Regions from separate parts of the Mus musculus genome. Here region 1 is linked to region 2. A link is a contact called in public HiChIP or PLAC-seq data. All regions are on one chromosome and are shown on one strand. Each heading gives the region's core, a stretch centred on a gene start, on an enhancer-like site or on the middle of the called end of the contact. The rest is flanking DNA. Distances are from core to core; before and after follow the strand shown. Region 1 has its middle 18 kb from the start of Gm25721. Region 2 holds the start of Ptpn13 (protein tyrosine phosphatase, non-receptor type 13).

What was found. HiChIP or PLAC-seq counts read pairs in DNA pulled down with a chosen protein or histone mark.
Region 1: a contact with region 2 is called in an H3K4me3 HiChIP or PLAC-seq map of craniofacial prominence, with 2.8 times the contacts expected there. The contact joins the enhancer-like site here to the promoter of Ptpn13 in region 2. A contact is called at or near these places in 14 of 39 promoter capture datasets (the 3T3-L1 cell line, 3T3-L1-derived adipocytes, the C10 cell line and 8 more), 9 of 115 datasets of contacts at active chromatin or transcription factors (craniofacial prominence, embryonic basal ganglia, embryonic hindbrain and 4 more) and 3 of 9 other capture datasets (adipose tissue, embryonic stem cells and liver).

What each region holds. Positions count from the first base shown.
Region 1 is chr5:103,673,351-103,679,271 of GRCm38.p6, forward strand. No RefSeq gene overlaps it. Among named protein-coding and RNA genes, the nearest start is that of Gm25721, 18 kb to the left of the region's middle. Within about 2 kb of position 1,356, at least 9 of the 459 cell types and tissues checked have an H3K27ac peak or open chromatin away from gene starts, as enhancers often do. A contact at or near this core is called in craniofacial prominence and second pharyngeal arch cranial neural crest, where this site is marked.
Region 2 is chr5:103,422,595-103,427,937 of GRCm38.p6, forward strand. It overlaps Ptpn13 (protein tyrosine phosphatase, non-receptor type 13), which reads left to right and starts at 2,598. Exons shown (of 48, transcript NM_011204.2): 1 at 2,598-2,942.

The DNA.
Region 1 (5,921 bases), core at 106-2,605, 250 kb after region 2:
TCCCCACACCTGGGATTAGAACAAAAACATGTTCTTATACTATGGGCTGGAAAGATGGTTCAGTGGTTAAGAGCACTGACTGCCCTTCCAGAGGTCCTGAGTTCAAATCGCAGTAACCACATGGTGGCTCACAACCATCTGTAATGGGATCTGATGCCCTCTTCTGGTGTGTCTGAAGACAGCTACAGTGTACTTACATATAATAAATAAATAAATCTTTACAGAAACCCAAATTCCAGAATTTTCACCTCAAAACAAACAATAAAATATTCAACTTCAGTCTTTGTCTCCTTATCTACAAATTTGTATATGCACGTGAATGCACACAAAAAAAAACCTCCATAATCTTGCACCACTATCCTAACCTCTCACCACATTGTCAGAGAGTGATTCAGCCTTCTTTTTGGGGGTCAAGGTCTCATGTAGGCCAGGCTGGCCTTGAGCTTGCTGTATAGCTGGTTGGTATTTCATCTGTGTCTGCTTTGTAAAAGAGCTGTTTGCTGCAGCTCTGGGTATGTTTGCAAACATGAACCAGGCAGCGGGAACGGGAGAGGCACCAGCACAAGGTGGGCAGCATGACCCACAACACAAACCCAAGGCTCCTTCCAGCTCAGTGGCCAGGCAGAGTCCATGCTGGCTTCTGAGGGAGTCCGAGGTCCTGGGAGGGAGTGGAGGAGGGAGGTTCCCTCTGCTTTCACCTGGACAATTTATTCCTTCTCTGGTCTGCCTTGTTTAACTTGCCTGGTACGATCTGAGACAGCAAGAAGTCTTTAATCTGTAATTTTCCTCAGTGTTTTGCTTTTCAGTTGGACTTTTCTGGGTTTAAGACATTCTTACCTGGCCCTGGTTTGAAAAATAGAACTTGAGCAAGGCACGGCGGCTCAGGTGTGACCTCAACACATGGGAGGTAGAAGCCTGGGACCAGCAGTTCAACACCACCGTGAGTTTGAAGGCAGCCTGGTCAACATACTGAAGTCCAGGCTAGCAAGGGCTAGTGGGACCCAGTATCAAAAATAAATGAATAGCCAGGCAGTGGTGGTGCATGCCTTTAATCCCAGCACTTAGGAGGCAGAGGCAGGTGGATTTCTGAGTTTGAGGCCAGCCTGGTCAACAGAGTGAGTTCCAGGATAGCGAGGGCTATATAGAGAAACCCTGTCTCAAAATAAAATAAAATAAAATAAAATAATGAATAAATAAACGGATGTCTGGGGTATATATTCCAGATGTAGATTCCAGATGTAGATCAACAGTAGGATTCACTTACCAGAATGCCCAGCCCCCAAACAGAACGGAGCTAAAGCTCCCTGTGGTGAGGGTGATTAACATCCATACTGAACTGAACGTTCAGACGCTTTCCCGTGCCTGTTGCTGATTGAAACCAGCCCTCAAATCATTTCCAAACCCCTGCAGTATATATTAGTCTTATAGTAACCTACAGACAACCTAAAGTATACAAGAGGATGTGTGTAAGGTGAATGCAAACACTAGACCATTTTATATATGATCTGAGTATCCATGGAGTCCCTTCTGGGGTGGGGCTCCTGAAACCAATCCTCAGGGTAGGGAGGTATGACTGTTTTGTGTTTTGTTGTTCACATTTATACATTTAAGTCATTCCGTGTGTCTAACGTTATACATGATGTTAGGGATGATGTTACTCATGATGTTTTACTATTTCCATATGGCTGCCAGCTCCCCATTTATCTAATATTCTTGTGCCAACGACATTCAATACTTATTTATTTGCAATGTAAGCCACTTTTTATTCCAGTTTCCAACATTGACTTAGCTATTTAGGGGCTTTCCCCTCCCGTGAAAATTTATCAACTTCCTTAAAATCTTATTTTATTTATTTATTTACTTATTTATTTTTGAGACAGGCTTTCTCTACATCAGCCTGACTGTCTTAGAACTCACAAGGTTGGCCTTGAACTCACAGAGGTCTTTACTATAGTTTTAAATATTTGTCCAAGGACCAAGGGGTGGTTCCATGGTTAAGAGAACTTGTTGCCTTTTCAGACGACCCCGGTTTGGTTCCCAGTACCACACATGGTGGCACACACCCTCTGGAACTCCAATTCCCAGGGATCTAATGACGTCTGACTTCTGCAGATACCAAGCTTACACATGGTGCATATACAGACATGCAGGCAAAACAGCATATGAAACATAACATTAAAAATGATTTTTAGGGGCTGGTGAGATGGCTCAGTGGGTAAGAGCACCCGACTGCTCTTCCGAAGGTCCGAAGTTCAAATCCCAGCAACCACATGGTGGCTCACAACCATCCGTAACGAGATCTGACGCCCTCTTCTGGAGTGTCTGAAGACAGCTACAGTGTACTTACATATAATAAATAAATAAATCTTTTTTTAAAAAAATGATTTTTAGGGCTGGGCTCAATGGTTAAGAACACCGACTACTCTTCCGAAGGTCCTGAGTTCAAATCCTAGCAACCACATGGTGGCTCACAACCATCCGTAATGAGATCTGACGCCCTCTTCTGGTTCATCTGAAGACAGCTACAGTGTACTTAGATATAATAATAAATAAATTTAAAAAATAATAATAATTTTTAAAGTGCTTGCTCAAAAATCTTGAGCAGGCAGGTTCAGATCCAGCACCCCGTAAGAAGCTGGGTGTCCAGCTCATGCCTGTCGCTTGGGCTCCAAGGAGGATAGAAACAGGAGGCTGCTGGCTGCCAGCCTAGCCAAGCAACAGGAGCCCCAATGAAGAAAGAGACTGCCTCAGATGGAGTAACAGGGAGGGAGTGATAGGGTCTAACCTCTGCTAGTGGATGGATCAAGTGTGTTCACACACTCACACACACATACATTTTTTAAGTGTATCTAACACTTTGGAGGCAGAGATAGGAAAATGAATTTTGAGAACAGACTGGTTTACAAAAGAAGATTGCAGATCTCTGGAAGTTCCAGGACCCTGGGACCTACATAGAGAGACACTGCCTCAAAAGAAAAACAAAACAAAACAAACAAATAAAACCTAAACAAACACACACACACACCCCAGGGCTCAGCAAGCTGTCTCAACTTGTAGAGATGCAAGTTTCCAAGGTCAGTTTCCAGGTCCCACACACGTGATAGAAGGAGAGAATCCAGTCTTGCAGGTTGTCCTCTGACCTCTACCTGCGTACTCTGATACACACCGGCACATACACAAATGCATGATAAATAAGAAACGTAATAAAAAGTATATAGCAGATTTTATAATGTGAAACTACTTCTATTTCTAGTTAAACTTCAACAGCTTTGTAAGGTGCTTAAACAAAGCCCCACCCAGTAATAACCTTGACATTGCTGAAGGAAAACCTGCCCAGTGGGATAGCCTTCTACACACGCTAAGTCATTTTCCCCCAACCCCCAAGGCATGTCTATCTGTGACTGTGACCTCATTTGAGAATGATATTGCTACAGATGCCCTTGAGTTAAAATGGGGTCATACCAGACAGGATAGTTCCTAAATTCAGTGACACGTAAATGCAGTGACAGATGCCCTTATAATAGAGGGAAATCTGGACACAGACACATACGGAAAATTCCATGTGTTAATGATGGAGACAAATACTTGAGGGATATGTCTTGAGCCAGCATTCGCCAAGGGTTGCTAGAAGGCAACAGACACTACACATAAGTAAAGAAGAGGCCTCTCTAAGAGCCTGCAGAAGGAGCATAGTCATACTAACCTTACTTCAGATGTTACACCTCGAGAGCTGAGAAGCAAGGCACTTCTGATGCTGTGTGTATGTGTGTGTGTGTGTGTGTGTGTGTGTGTGTGTGTGTGTGTGTGTTTATGACACTGTAATTAGTCTTTGCAGCCCTAGGAGCATAATACATCTCTTTTGTTTGCAATGAGAAGGCGTGTATCCTTCCATCGGCTTGTGTATAGATGGAAACAATCCAGCCAGCCAGATGGTCAAAAGAGAGAAAAACCTGAAGTTGTGGCGCCAAAGAAGTATGGGAGTAAGGAGTGTCACGGGCCTTTCTTAGCAAAGACAGCATCGGAGAGATATTTATGTCTTTGTGAGTGTTAACCAAAGGAGACTCACTGTAAGCATGATCTTACAGAACAATATAACATACTCCGTAGAAGCCAAACAATCTTGTTCTTCTTACTCCCTGGGCTCATACACAATGTGTCCATGATGGGAAAGGTGGATTCTGGGCATGCGCTCTACGATGCAGACCAAGGCTGACCTGGCTAACACAGTTGCTGAGAGCGTTATTTGCCATCTGCAGACACCAGCCTCAAACCAACTCTTCTCTCCACTCTGTCCTTGACTGCTGCAGGAGGGAAGGCTATCTCTACACTCTCTTACATTAACGGAATCTCACCTCATTTGTGCGGGCTCTCATGATACAACCTAACCAATTCTCAAAGACCTTGCCTCCAAATACTGTTTAGTTTGGGGGTGGGATTTTCAAACTAGGAATTTGAAGGGAGACCACAGCAGTGATAAGACACCTTTAAGGACAGGGTTCCTACAAGCTTTGGCGTTTGCGTTAAGTCAGAGACTATTTTTCAACCATTTCCTCCACAGTGAGTGTATCCAGGTCTGGAAGTCAAGATGCGTGATCAGGAGAGACAGTTATTCATGAGCAGTCTACTCAGAAAAAGTCTCTTCTTGTCTTGGTAGCTCTGAGGTTTGCTGATCCAGCCATGTGGCCATGAGTGTGGAATATGATACTACTGCTTGCCTGTCTTAAGCTCCTCCGCAGCCTGGTGACCCGGACAGAAGGTCTCTGTACGGAGAGAGTGACTGCTCACAACCATCAAGAATCCCAACCACACTGAGGGGCTACTGTACCGTCAGAGCAGGAGTGTGTGTTACATCAATGCCCGGTAGGACATACTAATAGAAAAGTGTAGCAAACACATCACAAAGGAATGGAAAACCCATTGTCTGAGAGGTTAGGACACTTCATAGGCCAGCAGACCAGCTGAAATAGGAACGAAGGAAATAGGAAGTAGGCAGTAGAAAGAGAACACATCAGCTCCTTAGCTCTGGCCTCAGGACCAGCAGCAAAGACAAGGGTAGTTTCACATTCGTATTCATTACATGTGCGCTGATTCATAAGGATCCATTGTTATTTTCTTTTATGTCCATTAGCATTTTATGTTCAGGCTGCTGGGAGTTAGTTTTACGTCTCAGACTCTGGGAAACAGAATATCTAGTAGAAACAGGACTGAAATGAAAAGCAGTCAGTCTTTAGCCATCTGTGGTGGGGTGTGTCTTCCCTCATAGCACTTTCTGGGTGCAGGCAGGAGGATCAGGAGTTCAAGGCTAGCTGGGCTATAGAAACCCTGTCCTGCCCATAAACCCACCCCCAAAACCCCACAGGACCAAGGGGCCAAGGGTATGGCTCAGTAGGTTAAGACACTTGCTGCCAGCTGGGCATGGTGGTGCACACCTTTAATCCCAGCACTTGGGAGGCAGAGGCAGGCGTATTTCTGAGTTCGAGGCCAGGCTGATCTACAAAGTGAGTTCCAGGACAGCCAGGGCTACACAGAGAAACCCTGTCTCGAAAACAAAGCAAAACAAAACAAAACAAAACAAAACAAAACAAAACAAAACAAAAACAAAACACACACACACACACACACACACAAACAAAACACTTGCTGCCGAGCCTGAGTTTGGTCCCTAGGACCCACATAATTGACTCCTATAAATTGTCCTCTAATCTCCATGTATGGTGGTTTGAAAGAGATGTCCCCCACAGTCCAGACACTTGATATTTGGTTCCCAGTGGCTGTTTGGGGATGCCTAGGAGGTGTGGTCTTGCTGAAGGAAGTGTGTCACTGGGGGCGGGCTCCGAGAGTTGAAAGATTCACCCTCCTTCCAGTTGACTCTGCTTCCTACCTGCTGTTGGAGATGTGAGCCCTCATTTCTGTTCCGGTGT
Region 2 (5,343 bases), core at 1,348-3,847:
ACAGAGAACTCCTTCCACATGGCTTTCCCTTGACGTCCATCCGTATGTGCACACACGCACAATGATAATAACAATAATGAGTAAGACGTTTTGAATGAAAAAATAAAAGTATAGTTAAAAAAAAAAGTCCACAAAAGTTTTAGAAGAAAACATGAGAGACTATTTTTGGTAACGGGAAGTAAAATAGCTAGTAAGCATATGAAAGGAACTAAGATCGCCCTGATTAACTTGCACTGTTACATTTAATTTCTCAGTCATGTTTCCTATCTAAGGGCACTATCAGTCTCACTGTTGCATGGTCAGATGGGAACATTCTTGCCTTGTCCCTGTCTGCAGTGGGAATAAATACAGTGTTTCATTATAATGCACATTGCTGGCTTTGTTGTAAAACAGCTATTTTAAAAAATTATCTTTTTCAAAGTAAACTTTTTATTAAGAGTACTGCTGGATATTACAAGAATTATCAGCATCACTTGTCACGTATACTATTGTCTCCTTTGACCTAGGAACATAGTCAATTATATAACTTTTTTCTATTACTGGACTCTTTCTATAGACATAAAATAATTCCTCTTAAATGTGTCATATCACTTGTAAGATGGTTCATGGTCCTGTTTATTAGTATTTTCTTTCTTTGTTTAAAAAACTACAAACTACAGTATGTTCAAACAGATTAGCTTGTAGGTTTCTCTTTTGTGTTTCTGGTTTTATTTTTAAGCGAGCCATTCAGCTTCTCCCAAACAGGGGATTACTATAGAAAGAAGCCCGAGGGCAGCCACCTGAAGTGGCTTCATGCAAAAGAAAAGAAATGGCTCACAACAGTATAGCTTATCTTTTTTTTTTTTTTTTTTTTTTTTTTTTTTTTTTTTTTTTTTTTTGGGGAAGTTTACAGCCACCATTCTCTCTGTACTGTTTCTACCTTCTTTCTGACAGATCACAAGCCATTGCAAGCTTTATGGATGGTTTCTTTCCTTCAAATAACTGTATCAATTTTCTTTCAGTGGCAAGCAGGCAAGTATTCCGTTTTTGTTCCTCTAAACAGGCCTCTCCCTATCTTACCTCCCTGATAAATGAGCCGGAACTTTCAAAACTGGGGGAAGGGCTACAAGTCTTCTCTGTCTCCACTCCCACAGGCCGGCCCTGCTCACTGTTGTTTTCTGACCTCCTGCTGCTCTCTAGTTTTCTGTGGTGGTTCCCCTTAGCTGCTCTCCCTCAATTTAGCTCCGTTCTTAAAGTCCAGATTAAGTTCCCCTCCTCCATTGGTATGCCTTTGCTGCTGTACTGGCTAAACCTTTTGGTCCCAGGTTTCAGATTGTTCCTGGAGGGCTAGCTTTCTCCCTCAGGCTCCATGTTTGACTCCTTGAGGACAGGGATTTGGGTTTCTGCTCTCGTTTTCCATGGAGTTAGAGAGATGCCATTCAGTGCGTACGTGCAAGGCATATTTGAAGACATCCATCACAGCTATTCATTTAGTAAATGAGATAATGAAAACTCAAATAGTAGCCAAAGGTAAATCATTAATTAATTCCCTCATTCATCACACCTGTACCAAAGCCTCAGGGGCTGGGGAACCTGGGATTGCAGCTTGCCCGGAGAAGCCAGACGAGCCTCTTCTCTCCATTTTGAGGAGATCCTTAAAGTAAATAAAGGTCCATATAGGATCTCAGACAAAATTAACCCTGTATGTGTTACTGAATGTATTAGTAACCTTATATAGCACCAAAGAGAACGATAGCAAAAAACCCTTTAAAACCCACATTACAAGATGCTATTCTGCTCGTGAATTCTGCAAGGTTTCCTTGCAAATAATTGAACTTAGAATGTTTTAGTTTGCAGGAAAGAAATCGCTACGAGGATACACCTTCGCCAAGCTGTTGTGTGTTTAAAGAAATGGTTTATCAATTAGGTGGTTTTACCGTAAAACTTTTAACGCTGGGGTTGCCAAGTTCACAAAATATCAGGGCAAAAATCTTGTTTCTCACGAAAACGCGAGTATTTGAGTTTTCCGGGGGGATCTTTGAGGCTGTGCTGTCGCAGCACACCTTTGAAAGTCTCTTCACAGCTGTGGGAACCCGGCGGAGCCGATTCACTGCCCACACCATTTCTCGGTTGCTGTGTAGCTGGGGGAGCTGGCAGGGCGACGTTCCCTCTCTCTCCACCTTCTTTCATTGCCTGGGTCGCCCGGAGAGAATCTGGGAGCAAGGCTGCGAGGAGGGGGAGGGGCCGGCAGCTTCGCGTCTGTCACTCTTCCTCGCGCGTTTCGGAAAGTTCTGGGTCTGAAGTTGGGGGAGCCCAAGAGGCTTCATCCCCAAGTCTGCACAGTGGAGAGTGCACACAGCAGAACCCTGCCCTGGCGCCCTCGACCCCAGCGCGGGGCCAAAAGAAGAGTGAGGAGCCCGACCCAAGGCACCGGTTGTCATGGCAACCGGGGCGCAGGTCTCCCCAGAGACTCGGTCCCAAGGGAGGAGGCGGGGTGGGGCTCCTGGCGGACCAATGGGGAGAAGCGGAGTGCAGGGTCCCGGACCTGCGGTCCTGTCCGCGCGCGGGCGGGGTTGACTGACAGGGCAAGGGGCGGGGCCGATGCGTCGGGCCGAGGAGGAGCTGCGCGCCGTGAGGAGCTGGGCCGGGCGCGCCGCGGCGAGGGTGACACACCATGGTCACAGTTCTCCGAGGTCTCCGCGCCGCTGCCGAGCAGCGCTCCCCGGCTCTCCCGTCCGCCTCAGCCTCCTGGACAGCGCCGCGCGCGGGCGGCCGTCGTTGAGGCGCTGCGAAGTCGCGGCGGGCGGGCGGGAGCTCGGCGGGGGTCGCCGCCCGGCGATGCTGCTTCTGTCGCCGCCGACCCTCTCTGCGCACGCCCGAAGCAGCTCGGGGAAGAAGAGGCGGCGGCTCTCGGTGCCCGCGCGCTGCGCTCCGGTCGCCGCACCGGGGCTCCCCACGCGCCGGTAAGAAGCACGCGTGGCCGGACCCGGGGGGTGGGATGTGCGGGCCTCTGGGACGTCTCTTCGGCTCCCCTCGGTTCGGATGGTGGCATCCCTGGTGCGCCGAGGGCGGGGAGCGCGAGCTGCTTGCAGTTTAATCCTGGCTGAGACCCCCGAGTGGGAGGGAGCGACGGGCTGTGGGCCACAGCGAGTGACGCTGCCCCGTGGAGCTGGTGCGGACAGCCTTGCGCCGAGCGCGCGGTGGGAAGGGCTCCCGGAGTCTGTTTCTAATTTCTGTAAATGATTGTGGACATGGTGTGGTTAGAAGCCGCCCAGAAGAATGTGTCTGTGTAAGGGCTCCGAGAAGGGGGTAGGGACGGGGACAGGCTCTAGTAAAGTTTGCTTCTCTCTGCTGCAGGCCAGCCTTTCTTTTCTCCACTTTGCTCGATAACGTGAGCGCCGAGAGCTGCAAAGTTAAAAGTTAAGCCAAAGTCAAGGAACTTTGGAAATTTAATTTCCTTCTGTTGTGTATTGGAGAAGCGAGGATGGGGAGACATGGGAGCGAGTCACAGAGTGCAGGTTTCTTTCCCTGTGTAAGATCGACACCTCCCCGTATTTGCGACTAATCTTTTAGACAACCTTCTGTCATTTTCGCTTAATTGCATCTTTGAAATAACAAACGCGGTGACTTCATAGGTAGCTGCCTGGAGCTGAGTTTACCTTTCCGAAAATGGGGCAATCGGGTTTGTTTTCTAGGCGGGACATACAGAAAATGTGGGACACCTGATATGTGGGTTGAAGGACGCTGCTAACTAATTAGGAAGATTTAAAAAGGTCTGTCTAGAGAGCTTATTAAAGGACGGGAAGAAAAAAAGTACCTGTATTATGAAACAGGCGTTGGTATTTTCCCAAGTTCTTGAACCGGGTTGGCAGGGTCGGGGTCAAAACCTGCTTCATTTTCATTGGCTGCCAGTAGTGGTGATGAGGTACAAGTTATTTTTCACTTGCATTTTTTTTTTTTACTAAGTTCATAAAGATAGTGGCTCAGTAAATTAATATATTAATAGATAAGTACCGTATCGTATCATCCAGTCCCACATGTGTTTTGCAGTGTTTTTGGAACATCATGTTCTAAATTTGATGGTCTCCAGGTTTCCAGGGAGTACCTGTGGGGAGAAGGGAGGCAGCTATTAGAATTTAAAGGTAGAAACTATTAAGGCTTCATTAAGAAAGGTACATTTTATGGTGTCTTTCACTTTCAACGTTAGAGAACCGTGACCCTTTTCTACCATTGGATTTATCTTTGGATTTACACTGTCCCACCAACACTTTTCTAGTGGCATCCAAGCCCCCTCCCCCGCCTTTTGAGGCTGATTATCAACATCCAAAAATAAACAGTTTTCATGATGCCTGTAAACACACACACACACACACACACACACACACAAACCAGGGTCAGTTTGAAGGGCAGATTTGAATACCACAATAGGGTGTCAAAAGTTGTAAAACTTGTTTTATCTTCTTTTTTGTTTGCTTTTAGAGATGACTCTTAAGTGCAGGATTTCACCAGGAGAATTGGCTAGCCATTTATTTTGGAGTGTTTAATAGGTGTACTTGGGGGAGGGAAAGCATGGGTGGGGCAGGCCCTTATGCAGGCTAGGTGAGTGCTCCCACCTCAGAGCTGCAAGGAGCTGCATACTCTGCCCCTATGTCTTTATCTCATTGAGCTTATCTTTTATTTAAGAGAAATGAGTCTAGCCATGTTTCACCTTTAACAGATAAAGAATGGGGCAGGTGAGCAGTGTTTCGGACTTCAATAGCTGACTGCTTTTACATCTTATCTTCTTGTATCTGGGGGAAACTTCAACATAGTTATCCTTTTTCCTTCCCCCATTTCTTTCTGCCGTTTAAAAAAAAAATTAAGATGTGAACCACTTTCATAGTGTATTCAAATATTTAATCATCTTTAAAATCGAAGTGAAACCCAACCATACAGCAAGCCAGTCCATTTGTCAGCTCTTATTTTGGAGAGTGTTTTGGGAAGTCAGTACCTCTCCTCAGAACAGTGAGCTGTTATCAGGCCTCTGATGGAACCCATGACTGCACTTGGGTTCCTGTCACTTTAAAAGGCCCGGGAAATGAGGAAAACTGCTGCAGCTTAGGGTAGAGAGCTCTTCAGTACTGGGAAAGGTGGAAAGGTGGAATATTTGCAACTCAGCTCCTGGTTCTCCCCACCCCATCCCTCCTCCCCTGCACGTTTTTCTCCATTTAAAACTTAAAGTGGCTTTTGCACACAGGAACTGTATTTCTAAAAGATAGTTTTCGCCGGGCGTGGTGGTGCACGCCTTTAATCCCATCACTCGGGAGGCAGAGGCAGGCGGATTTCTGAGTTCGAGGCCAGCCTGGTCGACAGAGTGAGTTCCAG